2 separate regions of the Mus musculus genome follow, and region 2 is linked to region 1. A link is a contact called in public promoter capture Hi-C data. All regions are on one chromosome and are shown on one strand. The core of a region is the stretch at or near the end of the contact, and the rest is flanking DNA. Distances in the headings are between cores, read along the strand shown. Region 1 holds the start of B230206L02Rik (RIKEN cDNA B230206L02 gene). Region 2 holds the start of Mycbpap (MYCBP associated protein).

Region 1 (7,671 bases), core at 2,787-5,286:
GGAGCAGGCGTGCATGCCTGCATCCGTGCGAGCACACATGCCATCCATGCTGCGGCTTTGGAGAAGCTGCCCAGAGGTCTTCACAAAGAATTAGGAGCAGCAATGTAAGGCATTCTTCACAAAGAGGTGGCTCTACTGCCTGGGAACATCTCAGGCACTTGTGTTTCCTCAGAGACCTTGGAGACAGGCAGAAACTGGGCAAGCATCAACACCTTTAGACGCCTTCTTCCTAGGTCCCTTTAACTGAGATGGTGGGATGAGAAATGAAATTTAAGGAGGGGGAATCCTTGGATAACAAGACCCCACCTCTTCCAGAGCAGGAAAGGAATGGGTGATAAAGAAGACCCACTGTGCTATGAAGAACTGGGGCTATTCTCCCTTTTCAGCACAAGGTGGCGCCATTCTGATCTTAACCTTCCAAGTGCCAGTGAGCCAGAAGCCAAGCGCAGCAACAGCAGAGATGAGCCTGTTCAGGGCTTCCCTTGCCCCGGCAGTGCTTGGCTTGCTCACTGCCCTGTTTCTCTTCCTCATCCCTTCAGTAGGGGAAGGAAAACACCTCTGCTCAGCTCTACCAAGGCAAAGCCTAGGCATCCAAGCATGGGGCTGCTACGGAGGTGAGCGGGTTTCGAGATGGGTACAAAAAACATTGGCTTAAAGGATTTTTGGAAATGTCCACATCACGATTTCTGGTCTTTGAAGTTGCAGACGAATTTCTGCTGCCGCCTGCCTCTAAAGACACTCAAGGAGATGCCATGGAGTCAGCTTAGTGAGTTGCTTCAATGGAGACTTTATCCAAGCTGATAGCAACTAGGAGTTACATAACTCAGCAGGTCACAGAGCTAACTAAGCCCATTACAGGCCATCAATCCACAGCTATTTCCTGGCTTTTATAGCTGCTGCTGGAAAGAAAGGAGGGGGTAAAGATTAGGGGGAGAGCATGTGTCTGTGTGCCTGGAATAACCCTCCAAGGTCACACTCCCCTCACCTCTCTGCACTTGTCACAGGAACCTGCTAGGCCACTGCCCTTGCCACTAAGAGACTCACAACAACCCTCCAACAACCCTGGTGCTCTGTGTGGCCAGAACTTTAGCTTGGTCTTTTTTTCTCTCTGAACCTTGGTTTTCAATTCTAAAACACAACAGTGCTGGACCAGATGGGTTGTAGGATAGCTTTCTGCCTTGAAAAAGATTCTCAACAGCCGGGGATGGAATGGGGTGGGGGAGTCCTCCATCTGTAATGGGTGTTACATGTTAGTGGATCTTCCTGAGGGTAAAGAAGATGAAGTAGACATCACCAGAAGGTTGGGGTAGGTGAGGTTTTGACTGTTGGCCCTATGGAGGGAGACGAGCTTCACCAACATTCAACATTCCCTCTCCAGGATGCTAACACAAAGAGAGCATGTGTCACACAGCTGGCTAAAGCAAGCACAGGCTGAAGGATGGGGCATCTCAACAGCAGGGATTGGCAGCCCCAAGCTCAGGGAGTTTAAGGTTCAGAGGACTCACAGTTATTCCAGATGGATGGAAATGAATGCCCCAAATAACATTGGAAGTACCCCTAGGGAGGTAACTCCCCCCTACCATCTGGTACTGAAAACTCCACCCTGGACTGACCCTGTGCAGTCCAGATCCCCCCAGCTGGCATGACCTGACAACATGGGCAGAGAAAGGGAAGAGCGAGGTAAGTTGCTTGGGACAGAGAGTTTTGTGTCAGGAAATGACAGAGAAGCTGGGGAGGGACTAGATTAGCCGGAGAGTTGGGGGTTCATGCAGAGACCCCTTTCAGGCAGAAGTCAAATTCCCAGACCTTCTTTGGAGGTCCTGACCCAGTACAGAATGACAGGAACAACCCTTGGGCAGGAAGGCCAGTCCTTCACTGTCCCTCCCCAGCTCCGGGCCGGGCCGATACAGATAAAAGACTAGAAGATGAGGGTGGCCTGCTGGCTGCAACACTGAAGCAAGCTGGTAGCCATGCCCCCGTACCTCCCTCCCACATCACTCACACACACACACACACACACACACACACACATACACACACACACACACACACACACACACACACACACACAGTGGCAACATAATGGAAAGAAAGGTAAAGATTAAGCGCCATGGAGCAAATTTCCATGAAATGGATGTGACCCCAAACAGAGGTGACCCCTGAGGCTAGTGGCTTTTCTAGAACTCCAGACCCCTCAGATCCTCACCTGCACTCAGGCACTCAGGGCTTCTCCTTCCTCCAGGGGTCCATCACCATGGTGAGGAATGCGATGTCCTCAAGACGAGACAGAGGGTGAGCCTGTATGAGTCCCCAGCCCCACAAGGTAGGCAGTTCCAGAATGGGATCTCAGGGTCACTGTCAGTTACCTCGGGGCAGACACCTGGGTTATCTGAGAGGCTCTGATACCAAGGCTGTATAAGACACCCTAGCAGAGCTCTAGAGGTCAGGCGGAGACCCTAGAGACCATTTGGGGACACCAGGGAGTCTCAGGGCACTGGTTTACATAGGAATGGTGTTTGTAGAGGCCAAAGGAGAACATGTGACCACTAGACAGTGCTGCAGAAGCTTCCTGGCCCTGACAAGGTATTCCTGCCTCTGCTCCTCAACAAGTTCACCTCCCTCCCGGGGCTGCAGGCTGAATCTAAGGAGAGCTGAGAGAGCCATTTTGTACCTCACTGCTCTCAGCTTTCCCCTAATGAATTCAGTGCCAGGGACTACATGCAGATCCAGTGGACAACAAGGCTCATGAAACAGGATGGGGAGTGTCCAGGTCTGGGTGTCTTTCCAGGGCCTCTTTGTCCTTGTTGAAAGAGTTGAGAAGTCAGCATGGACTATTCTAGAAACTTCCCTGGGCTGGGCAGGGGGACAAGAACCCAAAGATCATTACAAAAGCTGGAGGTCAGGCCTGTGCCTGTCAGCTGGCTGGCCCGTCTTCAGTTCTGTCCTGAGCCCTAAGAGGCTTAGAGCATCATGTTTGGTCCTGACCCACTAAAAATGTCTAGCGGTACCCACTCTCCATTTGTGACAAGAGAAACGGGTTCTAGATGCTGCTAAGTGTCCGCTGGGAATACAAAAGCAACCATCCACTTGAGAGCCATGGCCTTAGAGGACAGGTGACAAGGACTCCAGGAGGGTCCATCCACCTCATGCTAAAAGCCTTTTCACCAGCAGTTCTTGCTGTGGCCTCTTCAGGGAAATCTGGTAATGATTATGACCTAGGCAGGTCTCCTACCATTCATCTGAAGGGAGTGTGTGGAATTCAAGTCCTATCCACAGGGTGAATGAAGGGAACATCTTCCCACAGGGAAGAAGGCCTGGATAACAGCAAGCTGGGGTAGCCTGTACTTCACTTCCTGACCCTAAGAAGTACATGGCCACTAAAGGTACAAGGCCACTCAGGGCAGCTGAGTTGCACCAGAGACCCCTACCCTTTGGAACTTCTGGAATGAGGCCTTGCCCCTCAAGCAGGTGGCTGTATGCTCAGCCCCATTTGGAACCTTGCACATGGCTTCCCTGACTCAGACTGCTGTATGTGACCTGTGCTTGTCACATCTCAAGATTACTTCCTATGGCTAATGACCTGGACACCTGGCAGGTGTCCCTCCCCCTGAAGGCAGGGGATGGGCCTAATGAAGCCAGCGGCAGCTTTTAATTGTGGGTTCTAGAGTGGAATGATGGGGGAGGGAGACACACTAAAACTTCCAGGAGCTTCCACATCCTAGCTGGCTCTGCAGTGTATTGTAAAGACACTTGGTATTCAATGCCCCTGTCAGGTCTCAGTTCCTTGTTTATAAAATAGAGGCTTTGGAGAACAGGGTGTGTAAAATTTTCCTGTGCCTAGGAACATCCTACATGATAGGGTTTTCAGGTACATTCTGTCACTTGGGTCACACATTATCCTACCAAATGACTATTCTCACTCTCAAGTTATAGCCAAGGAAGCTGAGACTTGCCCCAGGTTACAAAGTCAGCAGGTGTTGGGTCATGTGATCGGGTCTGGCCCATAGGTGGCGCTGTTGAGCACTCCAGTGGCTCTGTAAAAAGGCCAACTCGCTGGAGGACGGAAGGGTGGCCTGAAGACTGAGGAGGGGCAGGTCAGGTGCCCAGTCCAGAGAGGAGGAGTTGAAGATGACAAGGTTCGGAGCTCCAGGGACTGGGTGGTGGCAGTGCTATTAATGGAAACAGGGAAGTCCGGAGGAGGAGCAGGTTTGGGCCCAGGAGGCGGAGTTCATCCTTAGACATGTTGACCCTATTATGCTAACAGTGGGCTATTTCGGCTGAGGTCTAGCCACAATTCAAGGAGGAAAAAATTAAGGCTTAGTAAATATTCTTGACCAAAGCCAAGCTGCTCTTGCTATGTCCCATGTTCCCTGGCCTGGGCCTCAGGCTGCAGTGTTAGGATGGCAGCAGCCTAGCCCCAGCCCCAAGTTCAAGCCCTAATCCAGCCGCTGGGGGTCGCCACTGTGCACAGACTGGCAGAGCTGCCAAGGTGTGCCAACCGAGAAGAGGGTTTGGAGCCAGGATTCCCCTCACAGGAGACAGAGGTCTCTTCCCTCTTTGTAGAGGTAGCAGAGGCTCACGAGCAGAACCGAGTATCAGGCAGGTTAAGCTTTCCCCAAGAGCCTGATTAACCTTCTCCATCAGGTCTCGGTGACCTTGGAGCCAGGAGGGAAAAGCCACAGAGCCCCCTCACCTCTGGTGCTTTGAGAACAGCTCTCCCAGTTGCCCGGGGCGGGGGGCGGGGGCGGGGGGGACACAGTGTTCAGGGCTCTAGTGACCTCGCTGGGAGCAGGATCCCAGCTGTTTCAAGCCTCCACATGTCTCCCTTGACATTTGCGTCAGCAACTCTGCCCTTTGACCTTTCACTCCCCAGAGAGGACGGTGGAGGCAATCGGGACTAATTATTTGCAGTTCGGTGTGTCCAGCAGTTTATTGGGGTTTGACCTGGCTCTCTGGTCTCCCCCACCCCAGCTTTATGGTCTTGGTCTCCCGAGGAAGTTAAAGAACCAAGGGCAGGAGTGGTTCCTCTTGGCCTCCTGGTGTTGAGAGCCAGGTGGGAAGGTACGCTTGTAAAAGGGCTTGGAGAGGTGTCCCCACGCAGGCACGCACGCCCAGCGCAAACTCTGCCCCCCACACCCTTGGGCCAGCCTCCTGCTGTGCTTGGACTTGTTGGGACATGTCCCCAAGTGGACTGGGGCCAGGAGAAGGGGATGCCAGTCTCCTGGCTGCTTGCCCAGGCTGGAAGGGGGTGGAGGTTGCAGGACTCCGAAAGAGCTGGGGGTGGGGCAGGTGCGGTGGAGTCCATGGGGCTCCCTAGGCCCTGGGCCCATGAGGTATCTGGTTCCCTCTATATTTGGCCTTGACATTACTAGCATGCCCTCTCAGAGGGGCAGGCGGCCAGCTGTACCCAATGTCTCCTCACAGGGACCGGATTATTTGAGGGCTCTGGGGGAGACAGTTGTAGCCCAGGAGGGCTGAGAGGCTTAAGAGGACATTTCCCCACAGATCCCGGTCAGAAAGGAGTCAAGGATAGATGGCACAGATAGATGGCCCTGAAACTTTTCTAAGAATTCCCAGTACACTCACTGGAATGTTCCTTTTGCTCAGGTTCCCCGAGGAAGCCTAGGCTCTGTGGCATGGGTGACGTGGGGCATGATCCCAACCTCTTCCCCAGGAGAGGTTTTCTAGGTATCCTGGTACCCTCAATAAAAATAAAAACAAAAAACCCAAATAACCACAGATCATTTTATGCAGTAGGCACCTATAATCCCCACATTGCAGGGGCTGAGACCGGAGGATCACAAGGTCCAGGCCAGCCAGTGCGGTATACCTAATGAGACTGTCTCAGAAAAAGATACGAAAAGGGAGCCCCGTCCACATACATACAGAAAACAACTTCGTTATAGATTGAGTCACTGGAGGAAAGGGTGGCTGGCTGGTCCTCAGTGTTAGCGGTCTCTCTGATTACTATTTCCAAAAAAGCAACTGGGATCGGCCAGCAACTCCAGCTTTCCAATATGCTGAGTGCACTCATGCAGGCCAGAGGGACTAGGAGTGTCCCTGTCCCCGTGCCCCCCACCCCCAGGGGAAAGTGTCTTTCAGACCCTATGTCACTTTGAGAAAACCTCACACTTCACTATACTGTCTCCTTTCTCCTGCTGAGGGCAGAGCCACACACGGCAGCAGCTGGTCCTAGGCATGGTTGGTAGACTCTTGTTCCAGGAAATGTTAGTCCTTCCACTCCTTGGCCAGAGCCCAGCACCAACAGCAGCCAGCCCTGTTCTCGGAGACCCTCCCGAGTGTTCCATGGCTAGCTGTGGTCACCTTTGTGGTCTCAGTGCTGGTCGCCTTTGCTTCCCTGTGCCCTCCCCTCCCCCGGCCTCAACAGCAACAAGCAGGTAGCAGGTAGGCTTCACATCTTACAGGCTGGAAATGCAGAGGGCTGCTGCATTGCTGGCTCACTATTGGCTGCAGGACCCAGGCTGTCCTCTGAGAAGTCACATGGCTACCACGCTCCCTGAGAAAGCTGCTGCTGTGGCAGGTGTCTGGATCAGAGAGGCTCAAGCGCCAGCCACGGCCTGGCCCTGTGATCTGAGACTCATTGTGAATCTCTCTCCCTTTGACTTCAGTTTCTCAGTCTATAAAATGGGTGTATGAATAGCTTGTCATGGGGCCTAGGGTGAGCACTAAACCAGAGGATGTTTGTGAAAGTCCTTTGTGGACTACAAAGGTTATGGAGGGTGGTTATTATTCTTATGGGAAACTAGTAAACAGTAGGAGAAAGAACACCCCCAAAGCTGATCTCAGTTTGTGGGTACAAAGACCAGGCTCACACCCACCAGGTCTGTGATCTGGGGTCCCCTCCAGCCCTGCTGAGGAGCCAGTCTGAGCCAGTAATCCGTGATGCCTTGGCTGGAAAACAAACCTTCTGCTGGAGTAGAAGCCAGCCTCTGGCCTGTGGTAGGAGGAGCCCAAGCTTCTAGCTACAGTGATGGGGGGGTGCACAGCTACTGGTGTTGATTGCCCCCCACTAGTAGGAAAGTATATGGAGGCACTCCTTTAGACGGGTTTGAGAGCCATAATGCCTAGGGCCCAGAGAAGGCCCAGGGCTCACTCAGTCTTTAGTGGCTAAAATGCCACTGTGTAAGACACAGTAGGGGACCTGCTACCTCCTACCCCTCTCCTGCCCTGCCCCATTCCCAGCCTCACCACTTTAGTGAGCCTCAGTTTCCTTATCTGTAAAGCAGGGTTAGGTGTCCTTCCCCAAGACCCCTGGGTGTGCAGGCCCCAAGAACCCTCAGGAAGGAAACTGAGGCCCGGTCACCTTGGAAAAGGAACAACAGTTTTGGCCTTGACCAGTGGCCAAGGGGGCAGGTCTCCTGGCCCAGTCAGGCTCCAGGTCCCCACCCCCTCAGCCAGCTGCTCGGCAACCAGTTGTCATGAAGTCATTGCCACCTTCAGTCTGGTCTGCCCGAGGCATCCCCCTTCCCTCTCTTGCCCTGCCCCGCCCCGGTGCTGACATCCCATTTGGCAAAACGGTTGGAAAAGCCGCTGACTCTTCCAGACCCTGAGTTCATTGACTGGGCAGGGCCCACTGGCCACAGGACTGATCATGAGGGAGAGGCCCTTACTGGGGCCCCAAAGTCCCCCAGCTCCACCTGCCAAAACCTT
Region 2 (7,671 bases), core at 2,870-5,369, 390 kb after region 1:
AATGTTTTCATACCGGGTGGTGGTGGTGCACGTCTTTAATCTCTGCATTCAGGAGACAGAGCCAGACAGATCTTTGTGAGTTTAAAGCCAGCCTAGTCTACAGAGCAAGTCCCAGGACAGCCACAGCTGCACAGAGAGAGGAAAAAAAAAAGAAAGAAAGAAGGAAGGAAGGAAGGAAGGAAGGAAGGAAGGAAGGAAGGAAGGAAAGAAAGAAAGAAAGAAAGAAAGAAAGAAAGAAAGAAAGAAAGAAAGAAAGAGAGAGAGAAAGAGAGAAAGAAAGAGAGAGAAAGAGAGAAAGAAAGAAGAAAGAAAAGAGAAGAGAGAAAGAAGGAAGGAAGGGAGGGAGAGAATATTTATGCTTTCCAGGACATTTGTTTCTTCTGCCTATCAACTTGGTTGGTCTACATCTTCCCTAGGGACTACTAAACAGCTCCAATGTGCTTCCTACTGATGGGTATAGAATCACTGGAAGAAACATATAAATACAAGCATTCAACACTGCTGAAGATTCCTGGGGCCAAAGCTCCCACCACGCTCAGGGAGCAACCCAGACCCTGATTGATTAGTTGAGACTACAGGAGCCCTGGATAGCTCTGCCCTCAAGTTTGAACTACCTTGAGCACATCACAATAAATGCTGTCACGCTTCACAGTCGGGGGATGGTATGTATTTGATTAGCTAGACCAACACATGTGCTTCTAAAGTGAGGTCTGTCCTCAAGACTATCCACCAAGTTCCTTCTTTTGTTGTTTTGCTTTCTTTTCAGACAAGGCCTCCTTCTAGCCCAGACTGCCTTGGAACTCATGGCAAGTCTCCTGCCTCAGCTTTCTCAGCTTTTCAGTTCTCTGGTTTTTCAAGTGTAAGCTACTAATGCCCGGCTCACCAAGCACCTTCTACCATGTTGTAAAAGACAGAGGAGATAGTATGAAAGGTTGCAATATGGTTCTTCTCAAAGCAAACACAAACACACAGAGGTAATGTTAATACCATCCGAAAATCACGCTTAATAGGTCAGATGGGACGTTCAAAGAACCACCATGCCAATCAACAGAGTTGAAGACCCAAAAGAAAGTTCTCAGGATAGCGGCGCAGTGACAGCTTCCCTGCCTGGAGGAGCTGGAAGGAGACAAATGCTTTGCAGAGGTGGATCTGCAGACAGTGGTGTTGCGGGTAAGGCTGTGGCATGAGCAAGGCTGAATGTGGCAGGTGTGTATATATGTGTGTATATGTATATATATATGTATATATATATATATATATATATATATATATAAACTATATATATATACATATATATAAATATATACATATAAAAATGATTTCATTTTCAAACAGTAAAAAGCATGTATATATATATATACATATATATGTATATATACATATATAGTTATATGTATATAATATATATATATATTAAGTTTATGCCAGAGATGATAATTCACTGAGTACCATATATATGTATAATCTTCATAATGGATATGAAATGAAGTCTAGATCAGGCACATGACCCCTAGTACAGGAGAGTGGAGTGTTCAGAGTGGCATTTCAGAATGACCAATCCAGTGACTGAGATAGACAGACTGGAGGCAGACCAGTCAGGAAGGGCCAGTCCTCAGGTGGAGGGAAGCTCCAGTGTCCTGGAGGACCACACAGGCTAAAGGAGGGCCACACTGAACCTGAGGCCCATGTGCTTTGTTCTGGAAACGCAAGCTGAACAGGGTTGTTGGTGAACATTTCTCTGTCCTGACAGCTGAGGGGGTCAGACACAGCCCCTTTGAATGGGACAGTCAGGTGATACTTCTGTTGGAGCTTAGGCAAGAGTTGTTGTTAAGGGGTCAGGAAGAGGGGGAGTAACAGACAGGGTAGAGATGGGATCTGGTTTTTTTCCTACTTCTTACACAAATGTTCCTCAGCTGAAAATCTTTGAGAAACCGACTTCAGGGTTGAGCTGGGGGAACCAAGGCAGGAAGAGCAGAGCTGTCCTTGGAGTCTTGGGGTCCAGGGGCATCTGATTTACTGGTTGCTTAGCAACAAGGCCAAGGAGAGCCACAGGACTCAGTGGGGAGTTCAGGCCGCTTAAACAGGTTCCTAGACATGTTTAATCAATGTTGCCTTTCTAAAGCTCACAGATCAGAGACTCAGAGACACACAGCACAAGGCTAAAAGATCATGCTTGTGGGCTGGACATGTGACACTGGGGAGGCAGGCACGCTACCTCCCAAAAGTTCAAGGGACCTTGCATGTTAAACATTTTAATTTTTTTTCCCTCCTCACTCTGGTGTATGCTTTTAACTCAAAGCCTATTTAACAAACGGAATCCTTGCCTTATTAAAAACAAACACTCGGTGGAAAAAAATCCTTCCTTGATCTGTTTACAGCAGAAAGTTCAAATCTGATTAAGATCGCCCTGAAAGTAGGTGAGCACGAGGCAATGGCCAGGAGAGCCCTTGGCTGCCCTTGGGAAAGGAAACTGATTTCTCTCTCTCTTCTCTCTCTCTCTCTCTCTCTCTCTCTCTCTCTCTCTCTCTCTCTCAACTACTAAAAGTATGTCATGAAACAGCACCAGCTTTTTATACTATGAAGAGACATAAAAGAAAGACAAATCAAAAAAAACCAAACCAAAACAAAACAAAACAAAAAAACCCACTAGAATCTTGTTAGTTCTCTGAGCCTCCCAAGGGGATTCTACTGACTCTAGGCCTGCCCTCTCCTCACTGTGTGCTGTACCAGCGCTAGGAGGCTGGGTCCCCTCAGGGCCTGCAAGGTCACACACCAAGACTTTCTGACTTTGCTTGGGAAGCCCTTTCATGGTCTGGCCCCTGCCTAGCTGCACTGAGTTCTCTGGATCCTATGCTCTTTGATCCATGAATTCGCACTGCTCTCTGAGCCCAGGAAAGCAAGCCCTTCCTTTTTTTTTTTTTTTTTTCTTTTTTAAGTTATCTTTTTCTTTAATGCCATCTACTGCAGAAAACCCTTCCCTCTAAGTCTACCAACTGAGGCCTAGTTCAGAAGCTCTCTCTGAGCACCCATAACTTCCATAGGTGTCCATATTTGGTTTGCTAAGTTTGTTGCTATTCCTCCTGGTCTTGATTGTGTTTCTTGAGGGTTGGAATCACAATCCCAGTGTCAACCAGTGTCTGCACAGGACAGACCTCCATAAATAAAAAACAGAGCAAGGGATACCTCAGTAGCAGAATGCTTGCTTAGCATACACAGGGACCCTGGGTTCCATCCCCAGCTGGAAATTTTCAAAAAGGGGAGTGGTTGCCAATGGAAACAATCACGGTAGTTCACGTTAAACTAGATATCTGTCACAAGGCTAGAAAGGCCAAGTGGTAAGACATAAATAGCACTCTGAAACCAATGGAGTTAAGAGTTTTGGGTGTTATTTTTACTTGTGGATTCCCCCCCCCCCCAAGACTCTTAGGTGGCCCCTGCTTCAATTCCCAAGAACCTCATCAGGTGCTCCCTGGTTCTTGGGCATCTCATCCCAGGAGTCTGCCACCTGTACCACCCTAATATATGATTTGAGTTGGAGCTCTCTTACTCCTCCTGTCCCAAGGCTTGTCCCCTGCCACTGACCCCGGAAGCTCTCTCTTAGTACCTCACTTGCCATGTTACCTCCACCAAACATCAGGACCCTGTGCCTCCCTTCTGAGATTTCTGCCCATGTTTTGTACTCCAAGGCTACAGTGACCCTCCCTGGTATCTGTTGCGTCCTAATCCCTTCCCAAGCATCCCTGTATGTTTTGTTTTGTTTTTTCCTGAGCACCCAAGGCCTCCAGGGCCAACCTTTGACGCTCTCTGCGTTCTCCAGGATCTTGCTGGTTGGCATTTTGAGACGGGATTCCTTCTTGATGGCCTTCATGGTGCCGTCCGGGGTTACCTGCCTTGGCCCTGTGCTCCCCGCCCCTAAGATGACTGCGCAGCGCGGCAGCCCCCGCCGCGATCCCGCCCTCAAGCGGCCGCCGTAGCGTCCATAGCAACCAGCGCCACGCGCAGGGGGCGCGCACCCACCGAGCAACTTGAGCGGGGACTGCCTTTCAGTAATCTTCTTCATCATGACGCGCTCCTGCACCGCAAGCGGCTCCTTAGGCTTGTTCGCAGACCCCGAGAATGCCCCGGTCAGACTCTTGACGTCACAGGAGGCGCTAAAGAGCGCCAAGGCGTCATCGACTGGGCCTGACAAAGGGTTGCTGTAGGAACTGGCCGAAGCTGAGTGACTGGAATGGGGACAGTAGCAACCTCGGCCGCCATAGGATCTCCCACCTAGACTCCCCAGATGTTTCTGCTCTGGGTCACCGCTTGCTGACCAGTCTTCAGGCTTCCGGCACGCTCATCTCACACCAGGCTGACCATGCATTGACTACTTTTCCTAGTTTAAGTGCCCCAGACTCCGCCTCCACCGGCCTGTCATCTGCCCTGCCCACTAATCAGCCATCACTTCCTAGGCCAGTCAGACTTTTACCAGATTTGGGGTCTTTGCATAGACATGCTGCCTTTGGTTCTCGTGAAGATGTACTTTCCCGTTACCTCACATTTCTAAGTGTATCCACGTCATTCCTTCCTTCCTTTATTCATTTTTACCCAGAGCTCTAAAGCATTCAGAAATTATCAGGTTTGTTTCTGAGGTTGGATCCCTCTCCAGGACTACTACAAACTCCTCTCGACCTCGCTCCCTGTGACTGGACACATGCTCCAAGGGCAGCCTCCCTTCTCAGTCACACTCACAGCATCTCTGGTTCAGTTCACTTCAGGGACACTTGGGGCGGCATTTAGGACACTCCAGGGAGATGCTCTGTCACCTGTGTCCTCCAAGGGACAGGTTATGAAAATGAGGTATGGGGGGTTAGGGAGTGCGCGTTGGAGCTACTGTTTCTTTGAGAAATGTGGTGTGCATGAATGACAGACTGAGTTGTGGAGAAGGAAAGAGCTTCTAGCAGCAAAACGGCAGGCTACGTGACAACCTCCCCGAGGAGGGCTCATGGTTTTTGTTTTTCTCCTTTTCTTTTTAAAGATATTTCTTTTAACCCATGTTATCCTCAGACTTTACTACTACAGCTAAGGCAGGGGTTAATCCAGATCCTTCTATCTAACTCCCAACAGTGAGCCTACAGATGTGCTGCATCTCCAAGCATGGGTAAATGAAACTTTGTTTGGTTCTGTTTTCCAACACTGGAAATTGAACTCAGGGCCTTGTACACACTAGGCAAGTGTTCTGTCATTGAGCTAGTCCCTAGCTGGTATGGTTTGTCAAGGGAAGGTATGTAGGTACCAGGCAGGTAGTCACTTCAATTGTGCAATGCTTAAAAACAAAAATAGCCCTTCCGGAATGTGGTGGGTTCTACATCTTATCTCTTGCTCAGGGTGGTGAGAGCAGTAGACTAGTGTGGATCTAAAGAAGACCTCCCACTTGGGAGATAAAGGCAAGAGGATTAGAAGTTCAAGGTCATCCGGTGCTACACAGAGGATTTTAGACCAGTGTGGGCTATATAAAACCATGTCAAGAAAAAAGAAAAAAAAAGAGCAAAAGAGGAAAAGGAAAGGAGGCAAAAACAACCCGTGTCTGAGTTGGTTAAAGTGACTGGTATACGGATTTTGCTGTGGTTAGCATTTCTGGCAAACACTCTTCCGTGTGTGTCTTTTTCTCATAACTTGGGACTAGGGAGTGTTCTAGAAGGGAGGATTTGTGCATTCCTAACTATCTTCATTGTGCATTAATCTGTAAGAAACAGAGCGGGCAGGAACCAACAGAAATTTCTGAGAATGGGTCTCAGTGTTGAGGGCTCATACACATTTTCTGTAAAGCTAATGAGGGATGAAAGGGGAGGGTATCAAAACATCACGTGTACCCTATAAACATAAGCAATCATTACTTGTCAGTTAAAAGACTGCCCATGCATGTCTGGAATAACACTGGCGAGGGAGAGGCAAGAGAGTAGTGAGTTTGAGGCCACCCTAGGCTATATAGTGAGTTCCAGGGCACCCTAGCTAACACAGTGTGACCCTATCTATCTCAAAAAGAATGAAATAACTTTTAAAAAAATATGAACGTGTTAGCTAAGAGCACCTCAAATTCGTACAGATCTAACAGTCTAGGCCAACCCAGAATGTCTTCTGGATAAAGAATAGTCCTCAGACGCAGTTGACCGAGTACCCTCCAAAGGGAGATGGGGCCATTCACTCCCAAGGAACACACCATTACTTAGGAGCCCTGTGCAAAATGGGGAAAGGTAAGACATGCCTCCTCCTGCTCTCAAGATGCTTGGGAGTCCTCAAGAGAAAATCAAACATTCTTGTTACTCCAATCTTCACCCAGCTCCCAGAAGGCCTTTTAAGTTTGTGGAGTTACATGGCTCATGGGTAGCCCAGCTGGGGCAGTTCAGTGGGATCAAAGGGCAAGGGGAGGCAGGGTGCATGGTCAGGCAGGTAGGCAACCTGGCGGCTCACCCACCAGCCCAAGTGACCGCCCTTTGTTATGGGTCTCCCTGCCTCTGCCTCAGGAAAGCGTTGGACCAGACCAGGGCTTCTTAACTTTTTGAGAACCTGGTCAAAGTTAAAACTCTTCCCATTGGAAATGTACATTTGACTTTCTTTAATGTGACCGAACAGGGGTGATGATACAATTTGCCATTTTAACCTGCACAGCTTGGCAGCATTTAGTGACCATCACTGCATCTGGTTCTAAAATATTTTTCACTCTTCAGAAGAAAGTTTGTACCTACCACTCATTCTCTTCTCTTCCAGGCCCTAGCAACTACAGACTGGCCATATGGTTGGCCTATTCTGGATATTGTGTATAAGCCACAGGCTGTTTGCTCTTGTTTTGATTAACACACGGTTCCTCCATTTTCATGTCTGAACAATGTTCAATTGAATACCACATTTTGATTATGCACTCATCTGCATATTCATTTATTTAAACAGTTTTTAAGTCTGTTAGGTTCTAAACTTGCTTTGTAAACTATCTCTTCTTTTCTTTTCTTTTCTTTTCTTTTCTTCTCTTTTTAAATTCTTCTCTCATACCATACATCCCAACTGTATAGCTTCCCCACCCTCCATTCCTCCCAGTTCCCCCTACCTCCCCTTAACATCAGATCAACTTCTCCCCAGAAAGAGCAAGCCTCCCAGGGGCATCAATCAAACACAGCACAACAAGACACAATAATATCAGGCACAAACCCTCACAGCAAGGCTAGATGAAGGGGTCCCAAGAGCAAGCAAAGGAGTCAGAGATACTCCCACTATCCAGAGTCCTCCCACAAATATTAAAATTATAAAAAAAATGCCCAATCCAACAAACATAACATCGATGCAGAGGACCTAGCACAGACCCACGCAGGCTCCATGATAGCTGCTCCAGTCTTTGTGAGGCTTAGATGATTCTGAGAACCATGCTCTCCCGGTGGCCTCAACTCCCCACAATTCCTCCTCTCCCTCTTTCCCAGGGGAGAGACCTGATGGAAGAGGCTGATGGAGACTGGGCTCTCTCTCCACTTAACATTTGCCTTCAGGATTGTCAGCTTCCAGAGGAAGCCGCTCTGATGACAGACGGGGCTAAGTACCTATCCATGAGTGTAGCAGAACAGCATTAGGAATCGTTTCCTTGTTTGTCTGTCTGTCTGTCTGTCTGTCTGTCTGTCTGTTTTTAACTCATTCATCTTCACGTTT

Evidence for each region. Promoter capture Hi-C pulls out the DNA fragments that hold promoters and counts their contacts.
Region 2: a contact with region 1 is called in a promoter capture Hi-C map of embryonic stem cells, with 2.2 times the contacts expected there. The contact joins the promoter of Mycbpap here to the promoter of B230206L02Rik in region 1. A contact is called at or near these places in 1 of 39 promoter capture datasets (embryonic stem cells), 3 of 484 Hi-C or Micro-C datasets (B cells, the C2C12 cell line and uterus), 9 of 115 datasets of contacts at active chromatin or transcription factors (double positive thymocytes, embryonic hindbrain, embryonic midbrain and 4 more) and 2 of 9 other capture datasets (embryonic stem cells and liver).

The regions. Positions count from the first base shown.
Region 1 is chr11:94,129,420-94,137,090 of GRCm38.p6, forward strand. B230206L02Rik (RIKEN cDNA B230206L02 gene) reads left to right here and starts at 4,037. Exons shown (of 4, transcript NR_167701.1): 1 at 4,037-4,136.
Region 2 is chr11:94,517,383-94,525,053 of GRCm38.p6, forward strand. It overlaps Mycbpap (MYCBP associated protein), which reads right to left and starts at 4,120. Exons shown (of 19, transcript NM_170671.2): 1 at 4,018-4,120. The coding sequence starts at 4,063. Gm35650 (a long non-coding RNA gene) reads left to right here. Exons shown (of 3, transcript XR_388967.4): 2 at 417-662; 3 at 767-913.